Regions from separate parts of the Macaca mulatta genome. Here region 1 is linked to region 2. The links are chromatin contacts, called in public Hi-C maps. All regions are on one chromosome and are shown on one strand. The core of a region is the stretch at or near the end of the contact, and the rest is flanking DNA. Distances in the headings are between cores, read along the strand shown. Region 1 holds the start of NDUFAF3 (NADH:ubiquinone oxidoreductase complex assembly factor 3). Region 2 holds the start of P4HTM (prolyl 4-hydroxylase, transmembrane).

Region 1 (5,317 bases), core at 1,800-4,299, 34 kb after region 2:
AATTTACGGAGGTGAACTTCCGGAAAGGATCGACTGGCTGGGGCGGGTATGCGGCGGCGGTCCGCGTAAGAGGACAGATTCCGCCAGCAGGAGCCGTGTCGGCTACTTTCGACCTACCACCCCCAGCGCCCCTTCCGCGCTGTCCACTTGCACAGCCGGGCCCTGGATCTGAAATCTCGGGAGTCCTTCCCGGGCCTAGGGTTCTTTCCCTGTAGCCAGGTCTCAACCAGGAAAAGGATCCTCGCGACCCGGTGGGGGATCAGAGAGGGTACCGTCTCTTATCGATGTCTCACATCTTTGTGTTAACGTTTCATTTCTCCCATTTTACACATGACGAATACTTGTCACTGGAATAAGGCAGTATAACATTAAGGCCACTTTCACGACCTACTTAAAACATCGTTTTAAAAAGAATAGTGTTCCGCGGTTTCAGGTTATTTGCAAGCATTTTCTCGTTTGAGATATGAGTGTTTTTTTGTTTGAGACGGAGGCTTGCCCTTATCTTCCAGGCTGGGGTGCAGTGGCACGATCTCGGTTCACTGCAGCCTCCGCCTCCCGGGTTTAAGCGATTCTCCAGCCTCAGGCTCCCGAGTAGTTGGGATTACAGGCGACCGCCACCACCCCGGCTAATTTTTATATTTTTAGTAGAGACGTGTTCCGCCATGTTGGCCCGGCTGGTCTTGAACTTCTGACCTCGTGATCTGCCCGCCTTGGCCTCCGAAAGTGCTGGGATTACAGGAGTCAGCCACTGCGCCCAGCCCAGGTCGTCTTTATGCCCAATAAATGCGCACTCTTGATACAATTGCCAGTTTTCTTCTCTTGATACCTGAGAAATTACAACCATCATGATGCCTTCCAGAATGACCAGCTTTTTTTTTTTGAGACGGAGTTTCGCTCCTGTTGCCCAGGCTGGAGTGCAGTGGTGCGATCTTGGCTCACCACCGCAACCTCCCCCTCCCGGGTTCAAGTGATTCTCCTGCCTCAGTCTCCCAAGTAGCTGGGATTACAGGCATGCGCCACCATGGCCGGCTACTTTTGTATTTTTAATACTTTTAATAGAGACAGGGTTTCTCCAAGTTTGTCAAGCCTCGAACTCCCGACCTCAGGTGATCCGCCTGCCTCGGCCTCCCAAAGTGCTGGGATTACAGGCGTGAGCCCCTAAACCCGGCCCAGAATGACCAGCTTTTAATGTGACTCCTTTAACCTGGTGTGCTTTAACAAGGATCCTTACGCTTCCTGTTTTAGGCAACAGCCATTTACAGGCCAACCCAATAATGCGACCATAAGAAGTAGAAAAACAGGCCTCAGTTGGAATATTACTCCTCTACCAATAGGAAAGTTTTTTTCTTTCTCCCACAAAGATTCCCAAATGTTTTCATTTCACTGTAACATACTCACCCCACCCCACCCCACCCCCATTCCTTTTAATAGAGAAGCTAACTCAGTAGAGAGTTGGGAAATCCGGAGAGCAGGGAAACCCAGGGGCAGGAAAAGCTTGGCAAGGCCCTTTTCTGGGCCAGGGCTGAGGCCCTGCTGGGAGGCGCCGAAAGAGCACTGGGCGGACACGACATTCCCGATGGCTTCTCGGGGGCCCACTCAACGGGAGTGATCGTGTCATTCCAAAGCGCTTTCCATTCTGAAGGTGCATAACCTGGAGACAACTGCTGGGCAGGGTTGAGAACCCTCAGCCAAACTGAGGACTTTAGATACACTCATCCACGAAGACGGTTGGGGTGGTTTTTCCCCAGGAAGTAGAGGGCTATCTTTAGCGAAATGCGGGATGAGGCAGCCCTCGGGGACTCACTACCATTGCATTCCTACCCGGAGGTCCTGGGTCCACCCTCCCTCGCCAGTGCTCCCCAGGGTTCCAGAGATGGCCACCAGCCTCGGCTCTCCCACCTCTACACCCATCACCTCCAGCCTGAGGGCGCACCTGAGAGGAACTGAGACCCAAGCGGCTCAGTAAATTATGTCTGGGGGTCAGGGGCACCCCATCTGGGCCAGGGCGCTGCTCAGGCAGGAGAGCAGGGGACGAAATCCAAGCGCAGCTGGAATGCTCTGGAGACAACAGCTGCTTTTGGGATTCCGTTGCCCGCTGTCCAGCCGTTGGCGGGGGGGCGGGGGAGCTCCTGCCCCCAGGTCACTCGCCCTGGGGCCACATCAGAACCCGCCCATCCCCACTCCCAGGAGGAAGACCCGGGAGTAGGCTGTGAAACCGAGTCTAGAGGGAATAAGACGCTCACCTGAGCCCCAGAACAATAGAAGGGGAGGTGAGGGCCTCCCCTGGGACCGGGTCCCGATCCGGATTAGATCCGCGGGGCAGGATTAGCCCTGTTGGTCCCACGAAGCCTGCCTGGGCCACTGGTGCGGTGACGGTGGTGGGGCGGGCTTCGGAATCCGCCAGGAGGGAAGCGCGCCCGTGGGGCCGGAGAGGAAGTAAACCCGCGCGTCCGCCTCGGGGACACCCCCGCGCTCGTGGCCTTTGTCCGGTGACGCTGCCAGCGCCCAGAGCACCAGGAGCCGAAGGGGTCCACAGAGCAGCAGCGGGACCCCCGGAAACCCATTGCGACCGGCCCCAGGGGACCCACCACCAGGCCCCGACTGTGCCGAGCTTCCCGCTCGCTCGGCCCCGCGGGTAGCGAAGGCAACAATGTTCCCCTGAGGCCACGACACAGCCGGCGTGCCGAGATGCCCAAACCCCGCGCGGGCGCCAGCGACTCTCGCGCCAGTAGGCCCTTGACTTGGATCAAGACGGGGGACGGGGGACTCCCAGGACGCGAGCAGAGTGAACGAGGACAAGGTGATGCTCCACGCGCTTCTACTTCAAGTCTGGTCCTGTTCGGCCTGGTCTGGCCCAGCCGAACGGTCAGTCCAACACTACCACGGCTTGCCCTTCCGCTTGCTCTGGCTGCCTGCAGACTTGGAGCCATTTTAAGGAGAAACCATCTGGCCACGCCCCCTGGAGCACCCGAGAAGCCAATCCACGCTCGGCCACGCCCCTCTCCGGGGGCGGTGGAGAGGCCAACGGTCGCGCGGGTGGCGGTTAGGGCGGGGCGTGCTTCGGCGCTGAGCCGGAGAAACTTGAGTCGACTGACCCGCCCACGGTGCCCGAAGCCCCAAAGGCTGGGATTAGGGGCTAGAAGTCTGGCACCGACCGCCTGGCCAGGTGTTCGGGACAGGACTAGGTGGGCGACCGCCCCGCCCCGGGAGCGCGGCTTAATAGCTGAGAGCCCGGGGGCCAGGCCGCGGCTGCGACCCAGGCAACGCCCTGAGGGCGGACACGCTACCAGGTGTTCCACTCCCCTGGGACGGTGGGCAAGGGCCCGGGACGGGGAGGGCGGCAGGTGCTGACACTGGAGCTGCGCCGGAGGTCGGGGAACTCGGCCTCCTCGGACAGATGACACTCGCCTGCTGGGCCGGCCGAGCTGTGCGGTGCCCTCCAGGACGCAGGGGGCGCTGCAGCCTCGCTGGGTCAGGCTCCGCAGGGCCCCGCCAACCTGGTGACTAACGGCGCCGGTGACGACTTCGCCGCGCGTCGCTCAGCCATGGCCACCGCTCTCGCGCTGCGTAGCTTGTATCGAGCGCGACCCTCGTTGCGCTGTCCGCCCGTTGAGCTTCTCTGGTGAGCCTGGACCCCGCGCCCTCGACCATCCCTCCCGTAGGGCCGGCGACGGCCAGCCCCGCACCTTCCGGCCTCTCGGGCGGCGCAGCCCGGCCCCACTCCCCTGACCCTTTTCTTCCGCAGGGCCCCGCGGCGCGGGCATCGACTCTCGCCGGCGGATGACGAGCTGTATCAGCGGACTCACATCTCTCTGCTACAACGCGAGGCCGCTCAGGCCACGTACATCGACAGCTACAACAGCCGCGGCTTCATGATAAACGGCAACCGCGTGCTCGGGCCCTGCGCTCTGCTCCCGCACTCGGTGGTGCAATGGAACGTGAGTCCTGGCCCGCAGTGAGGAAACTGAGGCCCAGAGTCACAGGCCCTCACCCTGCTTGTGTCCCTGTAAACTTGGCTTTCCTCTATGTCCTGTAGTGGATGGAGGTGGGGAGAGGCTGCGTGGATTTGTCGTATTAAATGTGCCTCTTCCCTGCACAGGTGGGATCCCACCAGGACATCACCGAAGAGAGCTTTTCCCTCTTCTGGATGCTGGAGCCCCGGATAGGTACTGGGGGAGGGGAGGGAGAACAGAGGTGTTCTGGGCCCCAAAAGGCGACCCCACCCCAGCATCTCAACAGAACTGTAGACTAGCCACATTCTCCCTTCCCTAGAGATTGTTGTGGTGGGGACTGGAGACCGGACCGAGAGGCTGCAGTCCCAGGTGCTTCAAGCCATGAGGCAGCGGGGCATTGCTGTGGAAGTGCAGGACACGGTGAGTCCCGGGACTGGGGCATGCTGCGGGGAGCACAGGCCTGATGCTAGACAGGCTGATGCTGGCCTTTTCTTTGCAGCCCAATGCCTGTGCCACCTTCAACTTCCTGTGTCATGAAGGCCGAGTAACTGGAGCTGCTCTCATCCCTCCACCAGGAGGGACTTCACTCAAACCTTTGGGCCAAGCTGCTCAATGAACCACCGTGAACTGTCCTGCTGACTGCACTCTGCCAGGCTTCCCGATGGTTGCACTCTTATCTACCCTTTGGCACTTAACCTTGCTTATCAACATAATAATTTATACACTTCCCCATTTTGTATCAGGTGTGTTGCTGGCCAGGAGCTGATGGCTCACTGGGCTCTTGGAGGGGAATGTGAAGAAACCAAGGAGTCACTTTTTTATCTAGATTACTTAGGATTCCTTAGTCTTTCAGAAGCCAGGTAGTAGTATGTTTACCTGTTCTAGAGCTACTTCCTCACATGCAGAGTTGAGAGGACCTCAATGACTTTTCTCACAAAATAGCTGACTTTATTTTTTTGAGATGGCGTCTGGCTCTGTCACCCAGGCTGCAGTGCAGTGGCGTGATCTTGGCCCACTACAACCTCCACCTCCAGGATTCAAGCGATTCTCCTGCCTCAGCCTCCTGAGTAGCTGGGATTACAGGCCCCTACCACCATACCCAGCTTTTTTTTTTTGAAAAGGAGTCTTGCTCTTTCGTAGGGTGGAGTGCAGTCACACAGTCTCAGCTTACTGCAACCTCCCCCTCCCAGGTTCCAGTGATTCTCCTGCCTCAGCCTCCTGAGTATCTGGGACTACAGGTATGCGTCACCACGCCCAGCTAATCTTTGTATTTTTAGTAGAGATGGGGTTTCACCATGTTGGCCAGGATGGTCTCAAACTCCTGACCTCAAGTGATCCGCCCACCTCAGCTTCCCAAAGTGCTG
Region 2 (5,404 bases), core at 1,482-3,981:
GGTGGCTTATGCCTGTAAGCCCAGCACTTTGTGAGGCTGAGGTGGGTGGAACACCTGAGGTCATGAGTTTGAGACCAGCCTGGCCAACATAGTGAAACCCTGTCTCTACTAAAAATGCAAAAATTAGCCGGGCATTGTGGTGGGCACCTGTAGTCCCAGCTACTTGGGAGGCTGAGGCAGGAGAATTGCTTGAACCTGGGAGGCAGAGGTTGTAGTGAGCCGAGATTGTGCCACTGCACTCCAGCCTAGGCAACAGAGCAAGACTCCATCTCAAAAGAAAAAAAGCCAGACATTGTGGTACAGCACCTGTAATCCCAGCTACTTGGGAGGCTGAGGCAGGAGAATCGCTTGAACCAGGGAGGTGGAGGTTGCAATGAACTGAGATTGCGCCACTGTACTCCAGTCTGGGCAAAAGAGTGAGACTCTGGCCGGGCGCGGTGGCTCAAGCCTGTAATCCCAGCACTTTGGGAGGCCGAGACGGGTGGATCACGAGGTCAGGAGATCGAGACCATCCTGGCTAACACGGTGAAACCCCGTCTCTACTAAAAATACAAAAAACTAGCCGGGCGAGGTGGCGGGCGCCTGTAGTCCCAGCTACTCGGGAGGCTGAGGCAGGAGAATGGCGTAAACCCGGGAGGCGGAGCTTGCAGTGAGCTGAGATCTGGCCACTGCACTCCAGCCTGGGCGACAGAGCGAGACTCCGCCTAAAAAAAAAAAAAAAAAAAAAAAAAGAGTGAGACTCGGTCTCAAAAAAAGAAAAAAAAAGAATTTAAGTGATTCATATGATTTTAGAAAATCTGACTTGTTTCTATCGTACTACTACTCAGAAATTGAGAGACTTTTGGCCTAACTAGGGTGGATTAATGATAAGCTGCAGGGAATTTGAACAGTCTTAAATTGGTAATAGAATTTTCATCTATTCGAATCAGAAACATTTCTTTAGCAGCAATTACATTTATTTTAGAATTCATTTTAGTGGGGAGGGGCAGGTCTTCACTGCCTTGGCCTCTGCCTCTGCAGAAGTCCAGGCCTCCCTGGTTGCCTTCAGAGCTGTAAGTTCCCACTCCATCTGAAGTGAAATACTGGGCTGCTGGTGTGTGTAGTTAGCACCCCAGCCTTGGCTAAGCCACAAGACCTCCCATTGCTGCCTGTTCCCTTTCTGTCTGGAAACAGAAACTCTCCTTTTGTGAAGCAGTGTTCATCTATCCTATCCTAAGGAGATTGACCAAAGTGGTCCCTGAGGGTGGCTGGATTAGTGGATGCCCACATGTGCTTGAATCGTGAAAACAGCCACTCTGTGTAAAGTCTTGGGAAAAAGGCTGGGTGGTGTGGCTCACGCCTGTAATCCCAGCAGTTTGGGAGGCCGAGGTGGGCGGGTCACTTGAGGTCAGCAGTTGGAGACCAGCCTGGCCAACATGGTGAAACCGTGTCTCTACTAAAAATACAAAAAAAGCCGGGCATGGTGGCTCATGCCTGTAATCCCAGCACTTTGGGAGGCCAAGACAGACAGATCACGGGTCAGGAGATTGAGACCATCCTGGCTGACATGGTGAAACCCTGTCTCTACTAAAAATACAAAAAAAATTAGCCAGGTGTGGTGGCGGGTGCCTGTAGTCCCAGCTACTTGGGAGGCTGAGGCTGGAGAATGGCGTAAACCTGGGAGGCGAAGCTTGCAGTGAGCTGAGATTGTGCCACTGCACTCCAGCCTGGGCGACACAGCAAGATTCCATTTCAAAAAAACAAAAACAAAAAAAAATACAATAAAAAAATAATAAAAATACAAAAAAAAAAAAATTGGCCCGCCATGGTGGCGCATGCCTGTAGTTTCAGCTATTCGGTAGGCTGAGGCAGGAGAATCGCTTGAACCCGGGAGGCAGAGGTTGCAGTGAGCCAAGATCGCGCCACTGCACTCCAGCCTGGACGACAGAGTGAGACTCCGTCACACACACACAAAAAAAATCTTGGAAGAAAGAAGTGGGCCTGCCCTTGGAGCCCCTGGCCTGCCTTGACTTGAGGGGACTAGAAAATGCAGACTATGCTTTGCTGTGGGGAAGGGAGAGGAGATGGGAGAAGAGGTAGGGGCGTCTTACCAGGGTAGGGAGAAACCACCAGTGTGACCTGCCTTAAAAGTGTTGCTCTTGCCTCCAAGTCCACCTCAGGGAGTGGGGTCAGCTTCTGCCCTGAGGGCGTGTAGTAATCTCTTCCTGAGGATAACCAGCTCTCGAAGAGCAGGGATTCCTTGGCACTTGACCACTGGTAGGTATGTCTTCCCCCCACCCCGTTTTTGGTGATAATCTGTTTAATTTTTCTCTGAGGTAATGGTGTCTCGGTTGTGGAAGAGTCCCTTCCCGCCTCTTCACACGTGCCAGCTTTGATGCAAGGAGTGTTTCATACACCTGAGCACTGGCTCATTCCTGCGGGTTGCCATGGGGGGCTCACCTTCCTGATGCCAGGGCTCCTCCAGGATGCACTCTCTGACTGCCTATGCAACCCTGCATATCAGGCAGCTTCTTCCTAAGGCCTGCCTCACTCCGGCAGGACTCCCCGGGAGATCCGGACCGACCGCCAAACCGAGCTCCAAGAACGCTTGCAAGGAGACTGTGGGTCCTACCCTATCGCCGCTTACGCAGTACCGGCCTCCGTGGCGCCCCCAAATGCCGCACTGTTGAGTCATCCCAGTGCTGCCTCCTCCGCCCTGCGCTCCCCAGCCCCGCTCCTGGAGTCAGAAGATGCAGACGATACTGTTCCCGGAGGCAAGAGGGCGTCTTCACGCAGGCACCAAGAAGCTCCCAGTAGTGTATGCCTTAATGGTGCCGCTCTTGTCTGCGTCTACACTTGGGGCCTTGGCTTCTGACTTGGGGAGTGTACAGCTCTGCCCGACAACAACCCAGCTTGGAAAGAGAAGCTCAAGGCGCAGGGAGGCCGAGCACCGCGCGGACACAAGCGGCTCCGGGCGGGCTCGGCACCCCCAGGCACCGTCTCCTAGTTACCGCGGCGCTCGCGGGCCTGGCGGCCGTTGTCCGGGCGACTGCGCAGCGCGGGCACCCCGCGGCCCCTCCCCTTGAGGCGCGCGCGACCTGGGTGCCATGGCGGCGGCGGCGGTGACAGGGGAGGCCTCGAGGCCGCAGTGGGCGCCGCCAGACCACTGCAAGGCGCAGGCGGCGGCTGGGCTGGGCGACGGCGAGGACGCACCAGTGCGGCCGCTGTGCAAGCCCCGTGGCATCTGCTCGCGCGCCTACTTCCTGGTGCTGATGGTGTTCGTGCATCTGTACCTGGGTAACGTGCTGGCGCTGCTGCTCTTCGTGCACTACAGCAATGGCGACGAAAGCAGCGATCCCGGGCCCCAGCACCGCGCCCAGGGCCCCGGGCCCGAGCCCACCTTAGGTCCCCTCACCCGGCTGGAGGGCATCAAGGTGAGGACCTCCCCGCCCCGCCGCGCTCCAGGCCCTGCACGGCTGAGCCCGAGAGGACCGGCACTCAACCCGGGTCCCCACACTGCCCCCGGCGCTGCTCTGCGTCGGTCCCGTGCGCTCCCACTCACGCGTCTGCTGTCGCGCTCCGGGCCGGGGTGACTTGGCCCTTCTTGGGCAGCGCGGTCTGGCGACCCAGCTGCCCGCTGTGCGCCTTTCCCTTAGGTGGGGCACGAACGTAAGGTCCAGCTGGTCACCGACAGGGATCACTTCATCCGAACCCTCAGCCTCAAGCCGCTGCTCTTCGGTAAGTCCGCCAGATACTCCTGGGAAGGGCCAGGGTCTGCGGTTTGGTGGCCACCTTGAGGCTCATTGTGACCACGTGACCTCTATTTTGAAAATGGCTGCTTCAAAGCAGCCCTTCCAGAGGATTACCAAAGTGAAGGACCTTCCCCGTCCTCGCAATAGGGTAACACTCCCTCTTATCCCTACTTCCTGCAGTCCATTATTCCATCACCGGGCTGGCAGAGTGAGCCTGAGGCTGGTGTCTAAACATTTCATTGCAGCTGTCTTCCGTGCCACCATTAATTGTCACCTTCTAGAACTAGGGGAAGGTGGGAGACTGATAACCAGCTTTCTGCCGACCTCAGGACCTCTGGGGAAAATCCCACTGCCCAAGTGGGCCTTGTGGTCTGATGAGAAGCAGGCTGTCGAAATGTAGGTAAACTGGTGCCCCCCACCAGCCTCCTCCACCGGAGCACCAGTCAGAGGCTCAGCTTTTGCTGCCAGCGCTCTGAGATTCTTCTTACCGTGAAGTCTTTGTTCAGCCATCATGGGCAAAGCCTTCTAGGGTGACTTCACTTGGAGCCACAACATAGCTCATTGTTTCTGAGCTCGTTATGTGCTTGCCTTCGTATGATTATTTCATTTAATTCCTGCAACCCCTCTGTGATGTGGGTGTAGATCCTACCCTCAGACCAGTGGGGGAGAAAGTTAGGCACAGAGAGCTGCTGTGGCTTGGCCAGGCTGACACGGTTACTTTAGTGGTGAAGCTAGGATTAGAACCCACATAGCCTGCCTCTAAGGCCTGCGCAGCAAAGCCACAGTGAGAGCTGTGAAGACCCCAGAGTCCTTCAAAGGCCACCAGTGTCAACAAGATGGGGACCCCTAGTCCCATGGACCTTGTCCAGGGTGTTTGTACAGCCCAGCCCTGGGTACCTGGCCTCTGTGACAAACATATTTGCAAACCCAGGGCCATTCCTGCCTGCGGGGGGATGGAATGGGTTAGGAGCTGGGGCCAAAGTAGAACATTTGAGCACATGTCATTACCTCCAAGCAGAGAGTCCTGGTTGGGGATTATGCCTAGACCTGTCAGAAGGATGTCATATGCATGCTGTTTATAGGGAAATAGATTATGCTGTCAGTCCTGTTGTGGGAGGGGCATCCAAAGGTGGTGGTTGTTATTACTGTTACTATTGAATAAAGTTGAAATCTGTGCCAGGCACTATTTTAGGTGCTGGGAACACAGCATTGAACTAAATATAAACAATGAAACAAAACCCTGAAGCTGACATTCAAATGAAGAGGAAACAGACAAAAAAATATATACATTGGTGTTTCAGATGGTGATATGTGATTGCAAACAAGTAAGGCACATTTTTTTTCTTTTTTCTTTTTTGCCAACATAAAATACCTGACAGGGCTGGGCGCGGTGACTCATGCCTATAATCCCAGCACTTTGGGAGGCTGAGGCAGGCGGATCACTTCAGGTCAGGAATTCAAGGCCAGCCTGACCAACATGGTGAAACCTCATCTCTACTAAAAATACAAAAATTAGCCGGGTGTCGTGGCGGACACCTGTATCCCAGCTGTTCGGGAGGCTGACGCATGAGAATTACTTGAACCCAGGAGGCAGAGGTTGCAGTGAGTCAACATTGCACCACTGCACTCCAGCCTAGGCAACAGAGAGAGACCCCGTCTCAAAAAAAAAAAAA

The links. Hi-C and Micro-C count contacts between places; a contact is called where the count stands out from the background.
Region 1: a Hi-C map of fetal cortex germinal zone shows a contact between it and region 2, with 2.2 times the contacts expected there. The contact joins the promoter of NDUFAF3 here to the promoter of P4HTM in region 2. A contact is called at or near these places in 3 of 14 Hi-C or Micro-C datasets (CD4 T cells, fetal cortex germinal zone and liver).

What each region holds. Positions count from the first base shown.
Region 1 is chr2:112,449,431-112,454,747 of T2T-MMU8v2.0, forward strand. NDUFAF3 (NADH:ubiquinone oxidoreductase complex assembly factor 3) reads left to right here and starts at 3,050. Exons shown (of 5, transcript NM_001194523.1): 1 at 3,050-3,622; 2 at 3,746-3,938; 3 at 4,100-4,166; 4 at 4,273-4,373; 5 at 4,453-4,689. The coding sequence starts at 3,546. The coding sequence ends at 4,569. It overlaps DALRD3 (DALR anticodon binding domain containing 3), which reads right to left and starts at 2,906. Exons shown (of 12, transcript XM_077992754.1): 1 at 2,244-2,906. It overlaps MIR191 (microRNA mir-191), which reads right to left and starts at 2,106; the gene lies at 2,015-2,106. It overlaps MIR425 (microRNA mir-425), which reads right to left and starts at 1,632; the gene lies at 1,546-1,632.
Region 2 is chr2:112,416,189-112,421,592 of T2T-MMU8v2.0, forward strand. It overlaps P4HTM (prolyl 4-hydroxylase, transmembrane), which reads left to right and starts at 2,732. Exons shown (of 9, transcript XM_077992758.1): 1 at 2,732-3,413; 2 at 3,636-3,717. The coding sequence starts at 3,087. It overlaps LOC106996921 (a long non-coding RNA gene), which reads right to left and starts at 2,600. Exons shown (of 2, transcript XR_013413939.1): 1 at 2,091-2,600. It overlaps LOC144339189 (a long non-coding RNA gene), which reads right to left. Exons shown (of 2, transcript XR_013413948.1): 2 at 3,635-5,404.